Regions from separate parts of the Pelodiscus sinensis genome. Here region 1 is linked to region 2. A link is a contact called in public Hi-C data. All regions are on one chromosome and are shown on one strand. Each heading gives the region's core, a stretch centred on a gene start, on an enhancer-like site or on the middle of the called end of the contact. The rest is flanking DNA. Distances are from core to core; before and after follow the strand shown. Region 1 holds the start of DNAJC17 (DnaJ heat shock protein family (Hsp40) member C17). Region 2 holds the start of RAD51 (RAD51 recombinase).

What was found. Hi-C and Micro-C count contacts between places; a contact is called where the count stands out from the background.
Region 1: a Hi-C map of blood shows a contact between it and region 2, with 4 times the contacts expected there. The contact joins the promoter of DNAJC17 here to the promoter of RAD51 in region 2. A contact is called at or near these places in 3 of 5 Hi-C or Micro-C datasets (blood, liver and an unstated tissue).

What each region holds. Positions count from the first base shown.
Region 1 is chr4:63,501,927-63,506,920 of ASM4963464v1, forward strand. It overlaps DNAJC17 (DnaJ heat shock protein family (Hsp40) member C17), which reads right to left and starts at 1,515. Exons shown (of 12, transcript XR_012903435.1): 1 at 1,357-1,515. It overlaps ZFYVE19 (zinc finger FYVE-type containing 19), which reads left to right and starts at 1,716. Exons shown (of 12, transcript XM_075927108.1): 1 at 1,716-2,017; 2 at 2,569-2,754; 3 at 3,999-4,120; 4 at 4,975-4,994. The coding sequence starts at 2,701.
Region 2 is chr4:63,241,487-63,246,582 of ASM4963464v1, forward strand. RAD51 (RAD51 recombinase) reads left to right here and starts at 3,063. Exons shown (of 10, transcript XM_075927111.1): 1 at 3,063-3,204. It overlaps LOC142829127 (a long non-coding RNA gene), which reads right to left and starts at 2,989. Exons shown (of 2, transcript XR_012903436.1): 1 at 2,817-2,989.

The DNA.
Region 1 (4,994 bases), core at 265-2,764, 260 kb after region 2:
GACCTATGAACTGGGCTTGTTTAGTTTGGAAAAAAGAAGATTAAGGGGGGACATGATAGCGGGTTTCAAATATCTAAAAGGGTGTCACAAGGAGGAAGGAGAAAATTTGTTCCTCTTGGTTACTGAGGACAGGACAAGGAGTAATGGGCTTAAAGTGCAGCAGGGGAGGTTTAGATTGGACATTAGGAAAAAATTCCTAACTGTCAGGGTGGTCAAATATTGGAATAAATTGCCAAGGGAGGTGGTGGACTCTCCCTCTCTGGAGATATTTAAGAACAGGTTAGATAGACATCTGTCAGGGATGGTGTAGACGGAGCTTGGTCCTGCCTTGAGGGCGGGGGGCTGGACTCGATGACCTCTCGAGGTCCCTTCCAGTCCTATTATTCTATGATTCTATTATTCTAATATAGACCAGGCAGGTCCACAGGCAGCACCAAAATGCAAAGATCTAGAAACAAAGCAGCCCTCGCTTCTTCCCAGAACTTAGAGGAATTTTTATGTGGAATGGCAAATTGTGCCCAAATGTAGCTATTGAGTTCATGTCTTGCAAATTTGACTGGATACATTATGCATAGTGTCTTTTGTTTTAATCCCATTTTTTCTCTATTCTTTATCTTTGTTTTAGGACATTTTAATCACAGGCTGTTAAAGCAAAGTCACTGGATCCATCCTTAACATAAGTCTGCCTTCTGATGAGCACTCAGATGAGCTCCACGATAATGGAACCAACTACTGTGGCTTTGCTGGGGGGAAAAAAGAGCGCTGTTCAGATGAGACAGTGGTTGATACAGATACAGTAAAAGCCAGTGGCCCAGGTATTGTGAATAGAAGCTTGCAAACATTTATGGGATTTTAATGGACATCATACAGACAATTACAACAAACTAGATGTTCCTAAGGGCTCTGAAGTAAGTTACATGCATCACACCTGCCTCCTCTTCGCCCTTCCTATCACTGGTCACCATCTACCCCAGTAACTCTTGCCCTACGGCGCACCCCAACGGTGCCTCTGTGCCTCAAGATCTCCACATCTCCCCCAGTTCCACGCGGCGTCTCTAGCATCAGCGGAGGGGGACCCAAGTTACTTAAGGCTTTGCCGCGCTCTGGGGTTTCACTCCCCCCGCCCAACACGGGCCCCGCATCGCTGCTGGGGGCTCAAGCTGGCGCACGACTCGCTGCACAGGCTGCCGCTTTTCTACCCCCGGCGGGGCAGCCCCACACGCGCTTTCCCGCACCGGCGGCAGGGAGCGCGCGGGACACGCCGCCACCCCCGTGGGGTCAGGCCCTGGGCGGCCCCACACGCGCTGCAGGGGCCGCGGGAGCCCGACGTCCCATCCCCCTCCGGCCAGGCCTGACCTCCTTCTCCGACGCCTTCTCCCCAACCCCCAGCAAGGCGTAGAGATCCAGCTGCAACAGCTCCTTATCGACCGCCATCTCCGCGCCGCCCCCACTGTCCGGCCGACCGGTTCCCCTGCGCCGCTGGGCCTGACCACTATCCCGCACCACTGGCTGCTGGGAAATGTAGTCTCTCCAGCCTCACATTCACCTCTATTCTTACAGCCCTAGGAGGAAGCGGAACTACAACTACCACAATGCCGCGCGCGGTCTACCGCCCACCCGGAAGTTCCCTCTCTGGCCTACCGGCAAAATCACCGCTCCCGGCAGGCTCTGCTCAGCAGGACATGCGCATTGTCTTGGGAAGTTTAGTTTTTTGTTTCAAGCCGTATAGCCCTGCGGATGGGATAGCTGGGATGTAAGGACTACAACTCCCATCGGGCCGTGCGCTGCCATGGCTTTGTTCTTGCCTACCTCGGGTGCTAGTGGGATAAGGGCAGCAAAGTTTCCTTGCCGGGCGCTGCAGCTGGAGTATCAGATCCTACTGCAAGAGTCGACGGGGCGAGGGGCTTGACGGATGCTGGCACATGCAGAGCCTCGTGGCTTGGGGACCGTACACTGGGCTGTGCGGGGTTTGCACCGACTCTGAGTCCAGACTCTCGCTGGGATTCCGGTTGTTACAGTATGTGCATAGTAGCATTGCAGCTTTGCATGGCACCTGGTTCGGACTGGGAGCTTCTGACTAGGAGCAGGGATTTTTGTCATCTTTGTGTGTATGTGCGCGTATGGCGCGGAGCACCTCTGGTTTGCTAAATACATAATAGTGTTATGGCACAGTATGTTAAAGCAGGAATTAAATCTCTGCTTTGGAGAGGTTGCATCCTAAGTACGCAAACATGTACAGTACAACGGGCTGTAGATGTTATTGCCGATAGGCTTTATAGAAGAAGGCGAGCTAGACTGGCTGAGATTTGGAGGAGAGGGAGAGCACTTTGGTGATCTCATCTTAGCTGTAAACATAGAACGTAGTCATTTAGGAGATCAGCAAATTATAATGTTATTTATTATTATCAATGCTTTCATTAAAGGTTTTTGTTTGTAAATGTTAAGCAAGGATCTGATCCCTTCTCCTCCTCTCTCTGATGAAAGAATCTGGGACCATCATTTCTACAATCAGTCGTTCAGGAAGTAAACAACCACTGATACACCATAATTCATCATTTCCCCCAATAGTCTTCCATTCCTCTTCTGAAGGAGAAGAATATTCCAGCACAGCTCTATCTGGACAAATAAACAGCTTCAGGGGATAAACTACTTCCTTTTGTACAGCTGTGAGAGAGTGAGCCTGCATTGCCCATTGGCGCTATGGATAGAAGGTGTTATGGCTGTGCATCCAAGTTTACTGTCTTCAGAAAAGAGGCAAGTCTCTCTTCAACACTGCTGGATAAAATATCTGACTCTCTAAAAAGACAGTTAGGCAGTAGAGTAAGTTTTCTTATGGTAGTGCTTGCTCAATGTAATCTGAAATGCCAACAATTTGAGGTTCCTCATATCAGAAATCGTAATCCCACCTACGGATGTAATAGTGTAGTTGATTAACCGATAAGCAAAAGCTTATAGGTTAATGCTGGAGACTACACGCATTTCCCTCCCCACCTCCACCCCACCTTGCCAGTACATTTTTTAGCAGGCTGGCCAGCAGCCTGTTTCAGTCCTGGGTCACGCTGGGTTAGGGACCAGCCCCCTGCTGCAGATCTTCACTTACAGTGTATTAAGAGCCTGGCGGGCAGGCAGCCCAGCGCAGTTCCAGTTCATGCCAGGTCCTGTGAGGGGATCTGGTTTTAAATTGGCTCCCTGCCTGGCACTCCATGCAGCTGCCTCTGATACAGAGGCAGCAGTACGGAGTGGCATGGGGCTCCTCGGGAGTGGAGTGCCAGCTCCTCTCCTGGTGACTATAGAATAGTCGAGTAACCGATAAGAATTTGTGAGGTTACTCGACTATTCACTTAACTGATATTTAACATTCCTAACCCCACCTCCCACTCTGCTTTACATTTTACAGTTAAAACCTGCTAAGCTTGTTTGACTCTAAGTACATTTTTTATGTGCGTCTCTGTCATTGTTTTCCTTAATTGCATATTAATGACAGACATTGTAATCTCTCTGTATTTAAAACATGTAGGAATTGCTATAATAGTGCAGACTTGTGGTCCATGTAATCTGATAGTCTCCAAATCCTTCAAAGGAAAGAGTGAACCCTTTACTCTACTGTGGGAGGAAATGGCATTGCTGACTCTAGTGGTGATCAGCTTGTGTCTTAAACACTGAAAACTCGTATGTTAGGTATTCTAGCTACAGTAGCTGCAACTACTATTCTTATTCATACAAATATTTCATTTTTCTTTTAAAGACATTTCTCTGAAATATTTTGTGGAAGTTTCTCCGACCTGGTGCATATCCCTGAATCTCTCTGGTATATTTCACAGAATTGTTACAACCAGGCAATGAGACACTTGCACTTCCATTTCCTGTCTTCTGAAGAAGTGGGTTGCGCCCACAAAAGCTCATGATACTATCTACATGTTTTGTTAGTCGTTAAGGTGCTACCAGTAGACTATTTGTTGTTTTTTAAGTTTTTCACTTCTTTATTTCTTTCTTCTCAGTGTGGATGCAAGAACTGTGGACGGGCATTCTGCTCAAGCTGCCTTGGGTTTAGTGCCATTGTTCCCCGTTGCGGGAATACTCAGCAGAAGGTGTGCAAGCAATGTCATGGAGAGCTAACCAGGTAAGATGGCAAGTTGGGCCAATGTGTTTCAGCTTCCAGTGATACAGAGCAGATTGCTGATCCACTTCCCTCTATAAATCCACTGTACACTGCCACATGCACACCATCTGCATACTGGAATCCCAAATAATCTTTTTCTCTTTTTTTTTTTAAGCTGGTACCATGTGGGTTTCAGTTCCAACTGTCCATACTAATGCTTAGCAGCTGAGCAGCCTAGTGATAAGATGTTTGTTTTAATAGCAAAACTTCCAATCAAGAAAGAACCCACCTTCATTGTTTCAAAGGCCTAGATGCTATATATAAGCTAAAGACCTAAGGTTGCATACCGTGGGATTGATTTTTGTTGTAACAGAAAAAGCCCACTATTCAGACCAATAGTTAAGCACAGTTAAGATGATCATATTTGTAGCATATAAACAGGTATTACAGACCTGTAACTCACAATGCTACAAAATATTATAATTATATATTGTATTGTATAATTGTGCAATATTATATATAATTATTGTATTACAATGTTTAAAACACATATCATTTTATATTCTGAAAAAGTAGTAAGGCACATCTCTTTCCCAAGGCTTATCACTGATTGTGAGCTCGAGAAGCTTTCCATTTCCTGCTTTTTTGTATCTGCAAGCTACAGTGGAGTTTGTGTTCCTCTTATTATAGAATACTAATGACACATTTTAAACCAAGTGAATTTTGGCCAGGTACTAGAATGCCAAGTGCCGTGGCAATGGCCATCACAGTTTGTATAGATTTGAAAGAGAGAAGCTATGCAGCTGTACCATTATCTTGACCTCTAAATCAGGTCTGTGTTTTACAGTTGAGATTTATCTGTTTTTTCTTTCCAGAGGAGTGTCTCAGACTAAAA
Region 2 (5,096 bases), core at 1,813-4,312:
AAAGGGCTGGGCCAGGCTTTATTTTACCCAGGCTCATTGGTTAACCATTCACACAGTTACACTTTCACATTCATATTGGATAGTAGTAGTTACTAGTTATTTGAGAGGTTTCATTTCCTCTGGGAAAATCTTCCACTGTGTACATCCAGTTCAATAGGGTTTAAAGGTTGCCTTTTGTATAGAGAGGAATCGGGAAATCAAGCTGCAGCTATTAATGATGAAGTGCTCTCTTTGTCCTGCTTTGGAGCCAGACCAAGACACTATTTTGATCTCAGTGCGGCATTTGCATATAAGAGGGAAAGCTTCAGTGATTTCATCTAAAGATCTTAGATGAGCTCCCCTCTTAAAAAATCCACCTCCCAGCGACTTCACCCTCCAAGCAGGACAGCAAACTCAGAGACTTGGTCCTTGAGGCTCAGTATCCAAAGTGAAGGGCTCCCTTCAGTACCAGTGAGTCAGGAAAGTACTGCAGCTTTTCTAAGCCTTCTGAGAAGGCTCCAGTACCATCTACCAGAAATGGTCAGCATCAACATAGAAGACTGGTACCATTGAGCTTACCCCTTTTTTTTGGTACCTTATCAGAGAAAAACTGCTGAGAAGTAGGGTAAATGCCTCTTGAGTTGGTGGCTATTCTCCCACAAGACGTAGCAATCCAACAACGACAGTAAACTTTTGTTTTACCACACAAGCTAACAAGTAGTCAGAAAAGCAGCTTCCTCAGTCCTTGTATCACCACTAAACTTAATGAGTGGCTATTTAAACTAGGGCTGTCAATGTGTAGTTGATTACATGACTAACTGATAAGACTAGGCTTATTAATTCTATTGACTACATGTATTTCCCCTCTCTTCTCCTCCCCCCATGCATACACTAGCTCCCTCTGTCAGAAGCAGCAAGGGAGGGGGAGATGAGAGCCAGTGCCTGTGGGAATCCAGCTTTTAAGCTGATTCCACGTGAGCACTAGATCCTATGGAGCCTTCTCCCCTACAGTGTTGCTTCTGCTAGAGAGGCAGCAGTGCAAAATGGCAAGGGGCTGAATCTGCAAAGGTCTCAAGCTCCCCATGGACCCAGGCTGCACTGGCATCCCACAGAGCAGCCTCTGTCCGCAGCAAGCTTGGTCCTGCCTCAACCAGAGGCTGCTCTGCGGCAGCAATACCTGTCTGCGGGAGGCTCAAACTCCCTGAGGACAGAGGCTGCGGCCCCTGCCACCAGGGACTATCAAATAATTGTGTAACTGCTAAATTTAGATATCATCCCTAATTTAAATCCAAACAGATAGGCTTGCCCCCTCCTCAGGTCCATGGCTGCTCCAGCCTGCTCTGCTGACTATCTTCCACAGCTGGGTAGCTATGCTTCACTACAGCAGTGCAGTGGAATGCAGCAGCTGGGGGATGGGGGATGGAGCAGAGGAGGCTCCCACAGCCACCTGAGGGCAGGGGTGGGAAGCAGACCCCTGCTGCTGCCCTGTGCCTTGCCTCCTACACAATCCCCTGGGCCTAGGGTGGCCACTCCAACCTGTCTTATGGATGAGATAGCTCTGGCTACTGGTCCTAATACATGAATTATATTGGCATACAGGGTAACCTGGGCAAGGTAGAAGGGTAGCACCAAGCTCTTGGAAGGGGTGGGGTGTCTCAGGTAGAATGGCACTGCCTGCGGCACTCCTCCCTTCCTTTCTCCTCCCCCCCCATCACTGCTTGTAGTGTGCTGCTTCTGCCTCATTAGGTAGCCCTAAGAGCCACCCAGAGGGCCATGGCAGTGCTCCAGTGGAAATTTTAAATGGCTTGGGGGGGGCTGAACCCCTTTAAATCACCTGGGAGCAACTGCTCCCTTTACATACACTGACACATATGCATCATATTAGTACCATAATCATACTCAGCAAACGATAACTTTTCTATTGACATCTTACTTGATACTTCATATAAGATTTGTTGAAATTATATAACAGTAGTAGCAACAATGATCTACCTGGTCATGTTTCAATCAATATATCACAAAAGACACTTTCTAGTGGCAGTTCATGGAAACTACAGCAGTTTTGACAGCTACCCAATAAATCAATTATTCTTGAATTCACATGATCCCAATTAGTAAATCTGTTCTAATCAAACATGTAGACTTAAAAATTATAAATGCATTAAAAACAGGCTGTTATATTAGAAATGCTGAGATGTGATTGCTGAATTCTACTAACAACTATTAATATCTTCAATGATTATTTGCTATCAAATATAAATAGCATGACATTTCTCTTGAGAATGCCAAAGAAAGGCAAATGCAAAGTGCCAAGTGCAATAAAAATACCATTAAAATAAATAATGTAAAGGCGTGAAATCAAGTCTGGGATGGATTACAAGGGCAAGGCCGTCCTCTTCGGGCAAGCCAAAAAACAATTCACAAATTTGTTAGTTGCTATGAGGCTTTATGCAGACACATGAACTCATAAGTTATTCTTTCAACTGCTACAGCCATGAATGACGACTGTATCATTTGGGGGGAGGGGGGTTGTGTGTGTGTGTGTGTGTGCGCGCGCGCGCGAGAGCGAGCGAGCAATATGTCACTGAAGCGAGTCTTCAGCAGCTCAATACATCCTTAAACCAGGGAAGAGCTGCTCTGGCTAGGCATGGAGGTGCAGCACCACTGCTTAAAACACAGAGCCCTGGATGCTGCGATGCACAGTCTCATCAGGGGCTGTAGGAGCTCTGCTGCAAGCAGGAACTAGGAGTGTGGGGGGCTTCAGCACCTATAGCTGCAGGGCTACACTTTGATTCAATAGCTCTTAGAACCAGCACCCCCGAGTGCAGAGGACTCACCCCAGGTGGGGTCACTGCATCCTCCTGCCCCAGGCTGGAATACATCGCCCTCTGTCCCTAGCTTGGCACAGCTCCTTCCTCTGCCCCTCTTGTGCTTGGCCCCGCCAGACTTCCACCTCTTCGGCCTGCCCTCGCCAGGCCCGGGGAACAGGAGTCAGATGGAATCCCCAGAGACTGGGCAGCAGCTTCAACAGATGTTACTGAGCACGCGCAGCTCTCACGCGCATGCTCAGGAACACCAACTTCCGGGCAGCCCGAAGACAAGGCAGCGCCAGGAAGCGGCGGGGCGACGCGCACGCGTCACGTGACGGACTGGCGGGCTTTTCCGAATCTGCCAGCGGCCGGGGAACGCCAACGGACCGGGGCGAGGAGCCGGCGCCGCGGCGGGGTGAGTGCGGGGCGGCCTCGCCGCCAGGACAGGGGCAGCGCCCCGAGCCCGAGGGGCCTGGGCAGGGCTCGCCCGTCCAGCGCGGTCCGGGCGGTACCGGGGAAGCTGCGCGGCCTCAGGGCCCGGCCCACAGGCCGGTATCACCCCGGGCCGCGCTGGGCGAGCCAGGGCCGCGCTGCCTCCAGTCTCCGCCGCGCTCAGCCTCGCCCGGGCAACCCACTAGCTTCAAAGCTGCGTACGGTCATCCAGGGCTGCGTCTGGGCCCTGCCTGTCCGTTGCTTTTGATGACCCCTCGTTGCTGAACCAAAAATACGAACATTGCACCCGGTCCTGTGCCAGCTCCTGAAAGCGTCACGGGAGACAAGTCAACAAAGGTCTGTGCTCAACACAGAGCCCAACTCAACATGCAGCTAAGTCCTAGGAACTACAAATGGTACTAGGAGAGGAGAGGGCAGATGGGGAATCTTGTCATAGAAATCAGTGATACAGCTGCTTCTGGACTGTCTTGTGCAGTTGCAAACCTTCTGAGAAAAGGGTAATACAGACTTGGAAGGGGTTCAGAAGGTGATCAAAGGTTTGGGGAAAGAATCTCACAAGGGGAGAGATTGTAATTAGACTGGCAGTCATTGCTAATGGATGTCATTGAGGGCAAGAATTTAGCAGGATTAAAAAAAGGGCTTGGAGATCCATATGGGTACATCTGAATGTCCCAAGTTGTCAAACTTTATTATAAACAATTTGGAAGCGATAGTAAAGCTTATGCTTCAGAGACTTAAGACCATCTCCAAATATTAAAGTCCAGGATAAGGCCTGATGGGAACAGATTGCCACATTTTTCTGCAGTGAGATTCTTTCACCTTCTGTGAAGCACCTGTATTAGTCACTCTTGGAGATAGAATACTGCAGTATGTGGTCTTTATCTCTCATCCCATATGTCAGTTATTATGTTCCTTCACATAGATCTCTTTGGTTTCAGAGCCTCCTGGACTTTTAAAAGCAAGGGGTGAAAGTAACTTAGAACTGCACTGGTGAGAAATTTATCACAACCTGTCCTGTGTCCCCCCCCCACCCCCCCGTGGGGGGGGCCTTGAAGCGGTGGGGAGGGTTTGAGATACAACAGTACTTGTAAGAAATTTAAGTGTGGAGTGGAGTGTAGGGATGTGAATGGGAACCTGGTAAGCATCACCATTACTAGGTGATGCTTACCAGGTAATAGTTAACTGGTTCCTCTGGGAGCAGCCCCCCATCCTCAGCCTGCCACAGGCATGGGGGCTGGGAGCCAGCAGAGCCAGAGCCAGCCCCCACCCTAGCATGGGAGCCAGGAGACAGCAGAGCCAGTCCTTTCTCCAGCGCAGGGTCTGGGAGCCAGTAGAGCCAGCCTAGCCTCAGTGTAGGAGCTTGCAGAGACAGAGGGGATGGAGACGTGAGGGCTGGAGTAGTGAGGTATCCTGCTAGTCAGCTAACTGATTAACCATTAGGTTAACCTAACATTTAACTGGTTACCTGAGTAACCTAGATTTTACATCCTTAGTTGGGGGGGTTCAGGGCTTGGGTATACAGGGAGTGCAGGAGTTATGGTGTGGGGATGCAGGAGTCAGCATTGGGTTGTATGAGGGGCTCAGGGCAGGGAACTCTGAATGGGGGATGCAGGAGCCAGGTTTGGTAGGTATGAGGAGGGATCAGGGCAGGGGGTATGAGAGAGGTCTCAGTGCTGAGGGTTATGGTGTGGGAAGTCTGGGCAGGGTGTTAGGATTGGGGCGGGGGCTGCTCAGACTAATGATGTAAAATCCCAATTAATCAGTTAACTGGATTAGATTAACCTAATGTTTAACCAGTTTACCAACTAAAAAGAATCCTGGCCGGTGGACTGCTCCAGTCTGGCTGGAACAGCG